Linked DNA regions of Mus musculus: region 1 is linked to region 2. The links are chromatin contacts, called in public Hi-C maps. All regions are on one chromosome and are shown on one strand. Each heading gives the region's core, a stretch centred on a gene start, on an enhancer-like site or on the middle of the called end of the contact. The rest is flanking DNA. Distances are from core to core; before and after follow the strand shown.

Region 1 (5,529 bases), core at 1,060-3,559, 520 kb before region 2:
TTGCCTGGAATGATTGTACACAGCCCCTTTTTCGTGCTACACGCCCTGACACCGGTGACTTACAGCTGATGAAATGGAAACTGCAGTGAAGACACAGGGGAGTGGTGTCTTTAGAGAACCTATGTGCAAATAGTAAGCCTAAAAAGGCTGGGCAAATCAAAACAACATCATCATCATTAAAAAAAAATCCACAGGCAGAAGCAGCATCTACTGTACTCTGCTCATGTGCAAAATAAAGATAAAAACATACACAATAACTGAAATGTTTTTGCTTTATCTTGTTATGTTGACTTAAAGGTCAAGAAATTCTTGACTTACTAACAAATCTCTAATCCTTCTCCACCTTCCAGAGTTTAAGGATTGAAGTAATATTTTCAACAGTCAGTGCAACTTTGTAGTTTCAGATAGTTTCTGTGGTCAATTTGTTCTAGATGGACGGTCTGAGGAAACTGAGGAACCTGGCAAGCAGAAGAGGGCCAGAGCCTCAAAATACCAAAGCAGAATAAAGAAGCATCTTTTATGTTTTGAACAAGATTTTCTTCACTGTTTAGTCTAGGCTCAAGGTTCATTCTTATCTGTCCTCTGCAAACTTAGAAACACTCTTAAAAACATCTTCAACCGTATATTTTCTGAGAGTTCTTGGAACATCAATTGTATGTTGGCTTTCTTTTGATGTAAAGCATAGTGCGCTGAATTCCTTTTATGTTCTTGGGCTCACATTACAAAACTTGCCATAATAGACAATAATGTGGAAAAATAGATCACTTAGATGATTTCTAAGGAACCCTACCCTTTCGGGGACACTAAGCTGTAGGCTCATGAGGAAGACGGAACAAGAACCTTGTGTGTATCCAAGGACAAAGCCTCATAGGAGTCTGTGAAAATCGCATTCCTTGAACCTGTCATTTCAAGGCAAGCATGTCTAATATGTGAGACCAAGTCTCAGAAAGTGCTAAGAATAAAAAATATTAAAAGTGCCAGAATATGCATACATGTACCAGGATCCTATGAAGAGATACCTGAGACAATAGAATAAAAACCACCTTTCTCTTAACATAAACAGGGTCTGACCTACAAAGAATGTTTGTGTCAAAATAAGCTCAAAATAATAAGCTCAAAAGATCCCAAGATCTGTTCCTAGGTCCCTACCCCAATTTTGATTGCATAAGTAAATTCATAATGCATGACTCATGACAGGGCCATCTTTATTTCAACAAGTATGTGAATAATGTGAAGACCGTCACAACCATCACACTCAAAAAGAGGGGAACACAGCCCTATCAGCTTCATTTTAAGGTTTTCCTCTATAGAGTGAGAAGTACTGTGTGTGTGTGTGTGTGTGTGTGTGTGTATGTGTGTGTGTGTGTGGTGTGTATGTGGGTTCTGTGTGTGTGTCTATGTGCACTTGTGTGTGTGTGTGTATGTGTGTTGTCTATGTGTGTGTGTGTGTGTGTGTGCATGTGCATACATGTGTGTATATGCTCAGATGTATGTTGAGACTAGAACAAATTTAAATTTCCCTAAAATATTGCACTAAAAGAATGTCAGTAAACTTGCATGCATATTTAGAATGAAAGCACACCTATAGACTATATTCTGTCAACCATTTATTACCCAGTTTGAAATTTGACTGGATTTTGTCATTCAGCATGAACCCAAAGTACCTTAACTTTGCAGTTACTAATTTAGTCCTAATTATAATTATGACTGGAGTATCTAAAATATTGATTTTCCTAAGAAAAAGATTTTTGAGAAATAAATCTGAAATATTTTATCTTATACTATGATCGTGGTACATAAAATAGCAATTAGTCAACATATTTATAATTACTCTAATGAGAAATGCCTTTAACTTTGGAGGCCATGGATTAAACACAAGTAATTATTGCGTAAAGAATAAGCAGAAGAAGTAAAGAATATAGTCATAACCACCACATTTTCAGTAAAATTTAAGTTTAAATATCTGGGTTTATTCAGCAGTGAATGATACAACTTGCTGGTGGTTATGTGAGTTGACTAGATCTAGAAATCCTAAGGACTAATGTTTTTCTTTAAAATGTTATTAGTTTTCCAATTACCTGGGTTGAGGGGCCAGATGTCCCAAATTACAATTCATAGTAGAAACACAATGTCAGAGCTTCCTTACTCTGCATAACTGTCCCCTTTTAAATTGTTGTATTACATTTCTGCTAATAAAAGCCTTTCTAGGGATTCTATATTGCTTTTTCCCCTTGCAAGGCACATTCACATCCTTCAATGAGAGCTGCTATTATCAGAGCAATGTAACTCTTACTATTTATTTATCACAACAGCCTCGTGACTGCTTACCCAGGCGAGCACTAGAAATATCTAGCTCATTACCACTACATAAAATAGCATGGGGTATTTTCAGAATGAAAACGTTCACCGGATGACGAATTCTAAAGCTGTTCATGTCCCTGTTTCTGAAGGAAGCGATTGCGCTTTGATACTGGCAACTTGAACAATCATTGAGGAAATTTTTGATTCTTAGTGGAACACTGCCAGCCTGAATCACATCAAATACCTGCTAGTCGTTTACTTTTTCTTTCTTTCTTTCTTTCTTTCTTTCTTTCTTTCTTTCTTTCTTTCTTTCTTTCTTTCTTTCTTTCTTTCTTTCTTTAATCTGAGAACCCATGAATGTTCTTACACCAACTGATCAAAGAACATTGACCCAAATGGAGTCAGAGACTGAAAATGCCTCAACTAGGAAGTTGATCCTGGTTGCTATTTAAATCCGTTGCTTAAGTGTCCTCGGCATCCATGCTGCATTCTTTACTTGGTTCAGGGGGCAGACATTTGGGTCAAAATATCCCTAAGCATTTGTTTGCTAATGTGGACTTTAAAATGTTTACAAACAGCTGTTACAATAACCCAAATACCCGAAGCAAAATATAACATATTCAAGGATCAGACTGTTAATGACAAACATTTGTTCCAACAGCACCTAGTGGCTCAGGGTAATAAGACCCATGATGATAATGGCATTTGTCACATGTGGGCAGCTGTAGTCATGAGTGGAAGTGACTACCCTCTTACATGCCCACTTACCACTTTGAAACCAAACCTCATTGTAGTAACAATGCCGATGTCAATCCAAGAACAGTTTTAGATAAATTAGAAGCTCTGAGTTTCTAACAGAGAGGGAGAAATAGCACAGCAAATAAACTGAATAGATTTTGCTCAGTATTACTTACATGTTAGGACTCTAGGCTATTCACTATAATCAAACAACAGCAATAACAACAACAACAAAAACCTCGCTGTTTACAAGTCTAATCACTTCTAGTTGCTGTTTTTGTGCAGACGCTCTTCCGGAAATTGGTCTCTGAAAGAAGAGGGTTGTATTTTTGGTTTTGTTTTCTTGTTTACTTGTTTCCTTGCTTGAAGTCACCTGAAGTGAGCTTTGAAGGGTAAGATATTTGTCGGTTCGGGCTTGTTAATATAGTTATCTTAGAAATCAGTAGGATGAAAAGGCCAACAAGGAAAGAGACAATAAACCCAAAAGATGCCCCACCATTCCACAGGGGCACTTGTTCCACTATATTCACAGTAGCCTTATTTGTGATAGCCAGAAGATGGAAACAACCTATCTGTCCCAAGACAGAAGAATGGATACAGAAAATGTGGTTCATTTACACAATGCAATACTACTCATATTGTCCAACTGCATTTCCCCTCTTCCTCGTTATAGTAACTCCATTCCAAGGACTCATTTCTTGCTGCTAATGAAATATAAGGACAGGTGTAACTATCATGTTCACTTTAAGTGTCAAAGCATCCAGTAACAAGAACTCCAGCTTGACGAGTAGAGATGTGTCATAGAGTTTCCAGGTGTTTACAGAGAACATGAAATATAACAAGAAAATATTCTTAGCTAAAGTCATCTACTGTAATTTTGAGCAAATTCTCAGTGCTTTTCTCTCAAATTGTTTTCTTGAATGAAAAGCCAACATTTATAGTTTCACAAATGTGTATTAATGTGCATTAATGTTTGAATTACCTGGCATACCTTGTCATCACATGCTTAAAAATGACTCTAATCACCTAGAGATGGATATTTATTGATTTTATTATTCTTGCCAATGACATAATTATATCTGTTCATACTTTTTTTCAGAATCAACTACAATATAATACCACACTTACAGACTTGTTTAGGAGACAAACATAGTGTCTACTGGGATGACCCAAAAAGAGACAAAATACATTTTTAATACCACTCATCAGTTGTAAATCCTTTTTATTTTTTTCAACCAGAAAGGTAGAGAAAGGAAATGTTAAACTTTCATGCATCATTTAGGTTTAGTACAGTTTTTCAAAGCTGACATTTTCTTGTTTCAGAATGTAATCTTTATGTAAAAATGGTTCTGTATGAGAGTTACAAATCAATTATGTCCTGATCATGTGGACCAATACAGAGTATATCTATAAGAAATTAAAAGACACAATTCGTGTTAATTCATTAGGATTAAAATGATTGTGTAAAGGAAATTAACATTACTATGAGTTTTAAAAGATAATTTGCAATTTAATTTTAGATTATGTATTCTTTATTTATTTCATACCATGGTAAACAAATTGTCAATTTAAAATAGTTTAAATTTACTTTTCACAGTCAAATACTGAGGGAGATAACAATTTCTTTATACACAACAAAAGTTTACTTATTACCTAAGCTTGCACCCTTACAATTTGTTTCACTGTAAAACTATTAACATTTTATTTGAATGTAACATAGTCCACATTCATATTTTTCTTCTCCATGAATCTGGAGATAGCTTAAAGGCAATCAGTTGTTTGCTGTAGATATGACAACTTCTTAGGGCTTGTGATGGTTCTGTGTCTGAATAGGGGGATTTTTTAAAAGAAAACTCCCTCACCAGAGTTACCCGCATGTGTTTTTTAAACATGAAAATTCTCTTTCTATTATTCAGAGGTTTTATTAAGAAATCTGTTGACTTCAGCACTAAAAATATCTCAGATCCATTCTGACTGTTTCACAAATTGCATGAGGATTCATTTTACTGGTGCTTAAATTGCTCATGTGCTTCTAGTGAATCCAAGTAGAAATAGAAGACTGTATTTTCTGCATATACTCTATGCATATACTCTGCATATACTCTACGGATGAGACCTCTGTGGCATTTTGCATATATTACCATGTTTATCATTAATAACCATTAGGCAATCTAACAATTACTTTCCTTAAATTACAAAGAAGGAAACTGAGGCTCATGAAAGTGAGTGATGCCACCAAGAAAGACATGGAAGAAGGTTTACTGTTTGTGTGTATTTAGCATCAGCCTATCTGTCACTCCATTATTGCGCTGCTTCCCAGTGAGTTATTTAAAAGTGATTGCTTAGTTACTTTCCTCCTAAGGGATTAGCGTACAATACTGAAAAACCCATATCTGGATTAGATTCTTTATTCCTTTAAAATTATCAGGAATTTTATATGGTCAACTAAAAAGAATTACTGAGAAAGAAATCATCACTGAGAGAAACGTA
Region 2 (5,414 bases), core at 1,423-3,922:
TGTCCAGTTACTTTTCTATTGCTGTGATAAGACACCATGACAAGACAAGTTCTTAAAGAAAGACTTTCTCTGTGTCTTTCGGTTCTGAAGGTAAGTCCATGACTCACTGTGAAAAGCATAAGAGCAGGCAGGCTTTCATAGCACTGGAACAGTGGCTAAAAGCCTTTGCCTTGAATCAGAAACATGAAGAAGAGCGCTAACTGTGAATGATACAGGCTTCTCAAATCTCTAAATCAGTCCCTCAGTAACATACCTACTACCAGGTCACCCCTCCTAATCCCTCCTACACAGTTCCGCCATGGAGGGATCAAATATTCAAACTAGGAGCCTATAGGAGCCATCCTACTTCAGATCACCACAGGGAATAAAAACTTTGGGAGCAGAGAATTGTCTTTGAAAATTCAGCAAAACCCTCTCAGAGGAGGTCAGATTAGCATCACCTGAAAGAAGGAGCAGTCTTCAGAACTTTGTGGGAAAGAGCATCCAAGAGGGAATCTAAAAACTTAGGGAGGAAGGAAGATAGGTTTCACACAAGCATTCTCTGATTTCTCTAAAATACAACCAGAAAATTTTGACTGAGATGGAACATAAAAGAAACATTCAATTCAATTAGTTTTCAGACAATAATATTAAGCTTAATGAGTGTGTATGTTTGTGTGTGTGCGTGTGTGTGTGCATGTGTGTGCGTGTGTGTGTGTGTGTGTGTGTGTGTGTGTGTGTGTGTACATGCACACACTCGCGCAGCATGTATATATGTGTGCAATTCTCACCGATATCCTATCTGAAGCATTATCAACAAAGCAAAGTAGGGTGTCTTAACCTATCATTCGAACACTTGGGATACAGAGAAGGAAGACATGTCAGAAGTTCAAGGCCATCCTCAGTTACACACTCAGTATTTCAAGTCAGCCTGGATTACATGAGGTCCTACTTCAGAACAAATCAAACCTTCCCACTTTTTAAAATCATAACTCTAACAAGGCAAGCCATGTTCTTTACAACTGATCATTAAGTTACAACTGGTCTATTGAGATTAAGAACAGATTTGATTTTTAGCAGTGTCATGTAAACTTCATGAAACAATGTTCACTTTGAGTTTTTGTTATCTTTCACTTAGTACATTTCTCTGGTTATTATATTCTGTTCCCATGTGAGTCGTTTGTTACTCTTTTCTGCTGATCTATGCTCCATTGGATATAGTTAGCCCACTTTCTGTATTCATACACTAACTGACAGACATTGCATTGCTTTCCCCTTAGGTCTCCTCAAGATAATGATTTTATAAGCATAAGAAGTAAGCATTTATAGGGACATAGATTTTAAGTAAATACTTAAGACTGAAGACATTTGGTTAGTCACATATTTCCTATGACTAATAATTTTAAATTCTCTACAGTTTGAATCATATAGCTTTAATTTTTTGGTCAGAGATCAATCCCACTGAATAATTGTAGCTAGAAAGACTGCTGGCATTTTTGGTGAAATTTGTATGGTTACATATTCAATTCCAGCCTGACACTATAACTTAACCAGATCCTCAATAGGAAGGCAGCATCTTTTAATATTTGTTTGATGGTGAGAACAAAGTAGTTATCTTGTAGGAGGCTCATGTGAACAGTACCTAATAATACACTCATAGTATTGACACAAAACCTGTCATAGAAAATGTTTATTCTTATTCATTGAACTGAGGGTTCTAAAGGTCTATTGAATTTACATATTTACCTTTAACAAGTACATTTCTCTGTTTTTAGATCTCAATCATGAAACTTCCTTTCCACCAAGAAATGCTTCTGCAATGCTGGATCTTTTCTAACTGTCCATCATCTAAGTCTGAGATATGAACTTTGTAGTGATACTTTTAGATCTCAGAAATCTGGAAGGTAAATAGAATGCTAAAGGAAGGCCAATAGCAAAGGAAGGCAAAGATGATGAGGACAACGTGCAATGACTTTATATATGAGGCAGAAACATGCACAACGCATGAAGAAAAGAAACTAAAAATATCTGTGTTGTTATAAAAGAAAGCAGAGCCAAAGCAATTTGTCTGTGCTTCTTTCCCATCTGTGTGGCTCCTTCACTTACACAGCCAACGTGGATGAATCTGATTTGCTTTCCTGCTATAAAAGTTGTGGCTTAGCTACGAGCTATTCTGCAATGACTAGATAAAGACATCTTTACGTAAATACTGTATATATCTCAATTTAACACATATGCTTTGTACGTGTGACTTTGTACACACACCCTGTCTTTCTATCTTCAGGTAATATGTGAGTTCCTGAAAAATACCTGAAGGAGAATGTTTTTTAGAGCTCAGGAAATTATGCTATGTTTTGTGTGTGTGTGTGTGTGTGTGTGTGTGTGTGTGTGTGCGCGCGCACGCGTGCCGTCAGAAAAGAAATATATGTACTATGGTCATTGTCATTAAATAAGAAAAAAGAAGTTAAAATGACTTGATTTTTTCCAGTGTTGCTAGGTGCAATCAGGAAGAGAGGTGGTTCCCCTCATGTTCAGATAGCCTTTCTCTCAGACTAGTGTTTCAACCAGATGACCACTCTTGCTGTAAACATTTGCCCTGGCTGGATTTTCCTATTCTGGATGATTGTCTGCCTGGCAACAAGAAGACAGAAGCACAAAGCCAAAATATCCTTATGTGGGCATAGCTGCCTCTCATGGCAGAGCCAATTTGGATCCTATCCATTGGCAGGGATGTCCCAGAAGCAGCCAATTTTAGTTCAGTCTCTTTTAAACTATGGATTGTAAACAAACAGTAGGATTTTCCACAGTGGAAGGGAGATTAGTGAGAAGAGATGGAGTAACTAAAGCTAGCCACTAGTTCACCAGAAGAATGGGGGATTGACAATCAGCTAGAAACTCCAGCTACTCTAGAATACGATAGTGCTTTAAGTTCACAAACTTATGTAGTCATTTCTTTCCTTTTCTTTCCTATTCTCTGAATTTTCATACACCCCCTTTTCTTGGCTGTTAATGTGAAGCAGAAGGTCAAAACTAGAGAACTTCAATGGTCTCATGCTGAGTTGTAAGTAAGTGATAGACTCACATTGACTGGTTTTCAGATAATTCATGTCTTCATGAATCTCACAAATAGTTTTTCTAGACTATCTTGAAGAAACATCGATGGTTAGATTCAATACAGTCTAAGGAAGTTTGAGTCACATTCTCTATATGGATCCTGCCTTCTGGAATCAAGCTCAACATGTCACATGTTGCAATGCAAGCAGTGTCAGAAGACCAAGAATTTGTCCATGTGGTCCAGGGAGGACAGAGAGGCCCTTTTCCTACCTGACTGTAGGATTAAAGCAATATCCTTGAATTCAGTGGCTCCTGGCTTCATCTTAGACAAACAAGAATAACAATAATGTTTACTTATGATATCTCTTATATAGTATAAGAACTACAAACTTCCAATACTCAATACAAAAGCAATTGCGAGTTATATCATTAATTCATTATTATGATATCAAAGTAAATATTACATTACTGATAACTGAGTCACAATAGCATTGTCAGCAAAACAATTTGGCTTAGTAATTGCATAGTGAACTAGGGTTTCTTTCTTTTTACATCTTCTTCAATAATTGTGAGATTTCTTGATCATATAGATATAATGACTAGGGTGACTAGGGTACAGCAGTTTCTCAAAGTAGTTTTAATTTAAATTACTCCATGACTAATGATATTGAGAATCTTTAAAAATGGTTACTAGCCCTTTGTGCTTCTTATTTTGAAAAATGTCTATTCAATTGATTTGTCCATTTGTTGACTGGCAGCTTTGTTTACATAATACCTAAATTCTGTAACTTACACTCAGATGTCAGAAGGAGGCCAATCTTTGTGAATTTAAGCCCAGGATCATCTACAACATAACTTCCAGGCCAGTCAGAGCTGTTTGAAACCATGTCTCAAAAAATAAAGGGGAAAAAAAAACTTTAATGTACCTTGTATTGTCAGTTACAAGTAAAATAACCACATTTGAGCTACTCCTAATTTTTTATATGATATGAGTTAACAAAAAGCCAACTACCCTGTCAGAATCAATTTTTATATACTTGAATTTTATTTATTGCAGAAGAATTTACATGTAGCTAGAAATGAAATTACACTTTCTATGTTGGACTTAGTTGTTTAGATTACAAAATAAAATAGCTTGTTGTAGATGACCCTCACCCAGTATCTCTGCCATTCTTCAAAGATCGTATACCACAAAAGCTGATGATCACTATAGCTAGTTAATGTCTAAAGGTTTGGATAATTTTGCACATACAACTCTGCTAGCCAAGTAGAAAGGCTTACCTGCTCTTTCCCAGGATGTTGGAAAAGCATTGAAGATATTGTATAAGACAAATAGACACGAGATAGGCATTACTGGTGCATTTATTAAGCCCAGGGATCTGATGCATGGACCCTACTTAAAACTCAGAATCATTATCCAGGCTTTGCTGAGAAAGGGGAGATAAGCCTGAATGCGGGCTCACACTTCACCAAGTCAGTGTGTGAACCAATGAAAAATAATACAACAATTGTGTCTTTTACAAACAGAAAGCAATGCAAGATGACATACATATATCAAGCTGTTCAAATCATGCATAGCAGAATGGAAAGATACATAGCCATTAAAATCAAATCGTTGTTTCAATGTAATGTTGGCCAATACAGATAAATAGCATCCCTCTGAAGCAAATGTAAAATTATTCCTCTCCTCAGATTTTTGGACCCTATAATGCTTCCAATCAGAATTACTTCCTGCATATTTGGGAAATTTTGACTCCCTACCTTCATTTAGAAATTCCTAGTTAGTCCGTCAAAATCATTTTCTACTTCAACTGAAAGGAATATGCATTAGGCATTAAACTATGCACATTTCTGCAGTTGGCTTTCTGATGGTCTCTTTCATATTCATAAGTTTATCATATTAAATGAATTGAACATGAATGACTGAGTATGCAGAACACAAAGGCTACTCTCATTTAGAATTACTTCATCAATACAAGTAGTTGTTTCAAAATTAATGGACTATGATTAAAAGTATAACTACTGAGACAGAGCACTATAACATTTACCTTTCTTTCCTGGTTGTTTTCTTATCAGCATTCTCATTAACAAAAGATATGAGACAACTTCAGTACATAAAATATTAGAAATGACATTTAGAAAATAAAACCTATCCAGTTACATTTGAAGAAAGTAAACAATTTCTGATCCTTGGCCTTTTAAAAGAAATTCACATAGAATAATAAAGACTTTAACATGTCTAGTATTGGTACTATATAATACTAAACATATCTCTAGACATTCAATAGTTAGCTCTTCAAGGAACAATATATCACTATGTTTTTAAAAACTTTTAGAGTACTTAAGGGGATACAACTCCTTCGTTAAATAATTCATCATCG

The links. Hi-C and Micro-C count contacts between places; a contact is called where the count stands out from the background.
Region 1: a contact with region 2 is called in a Hi-C map of cortical neurons, with 2.2 times the contacts expected there. The contact joins two enhancer-like sites. A contact is called at or near these places in 2 of 484 Hi-C or Micro-C datasets (cerebral cortex and cortical neurons).

What each region holds. Positions count from the first base shown.
Region 1 is chr13:82,909,916-82,915,444 of GRCm38.p6, reverse strand. No RefSeq gene overlaps it. Among named protein-coding and RNA genes, the nearest start is that of Gm33073, 210 kb to the left of the region's middle. Within about 2 kb of position 2,309, at least 7 of the 459 cell types and tissues checked have an H3K27ac peak or open chromatin away from gene starts, as enhancers often do. A contact at or near this core is called in cortical neurons, where this site is marked.
Region 2 is chr13:82,390,374-82,395,787 of GRCm38.p6, reverse strand. No RefSeq gene overlaps it. Among named protein-coding and RNA genes, the nearest start is that of Mir3961, 310 kb to the left of the region's middle. Within about 2 kb of position 2,672, at least 8 of the 459 cell types and tissues checked have an H3K27ac peak or open chromatin away from gene starts, as enhancers often do. A contact at or near this core is called in cortical neurons, where this site is marked.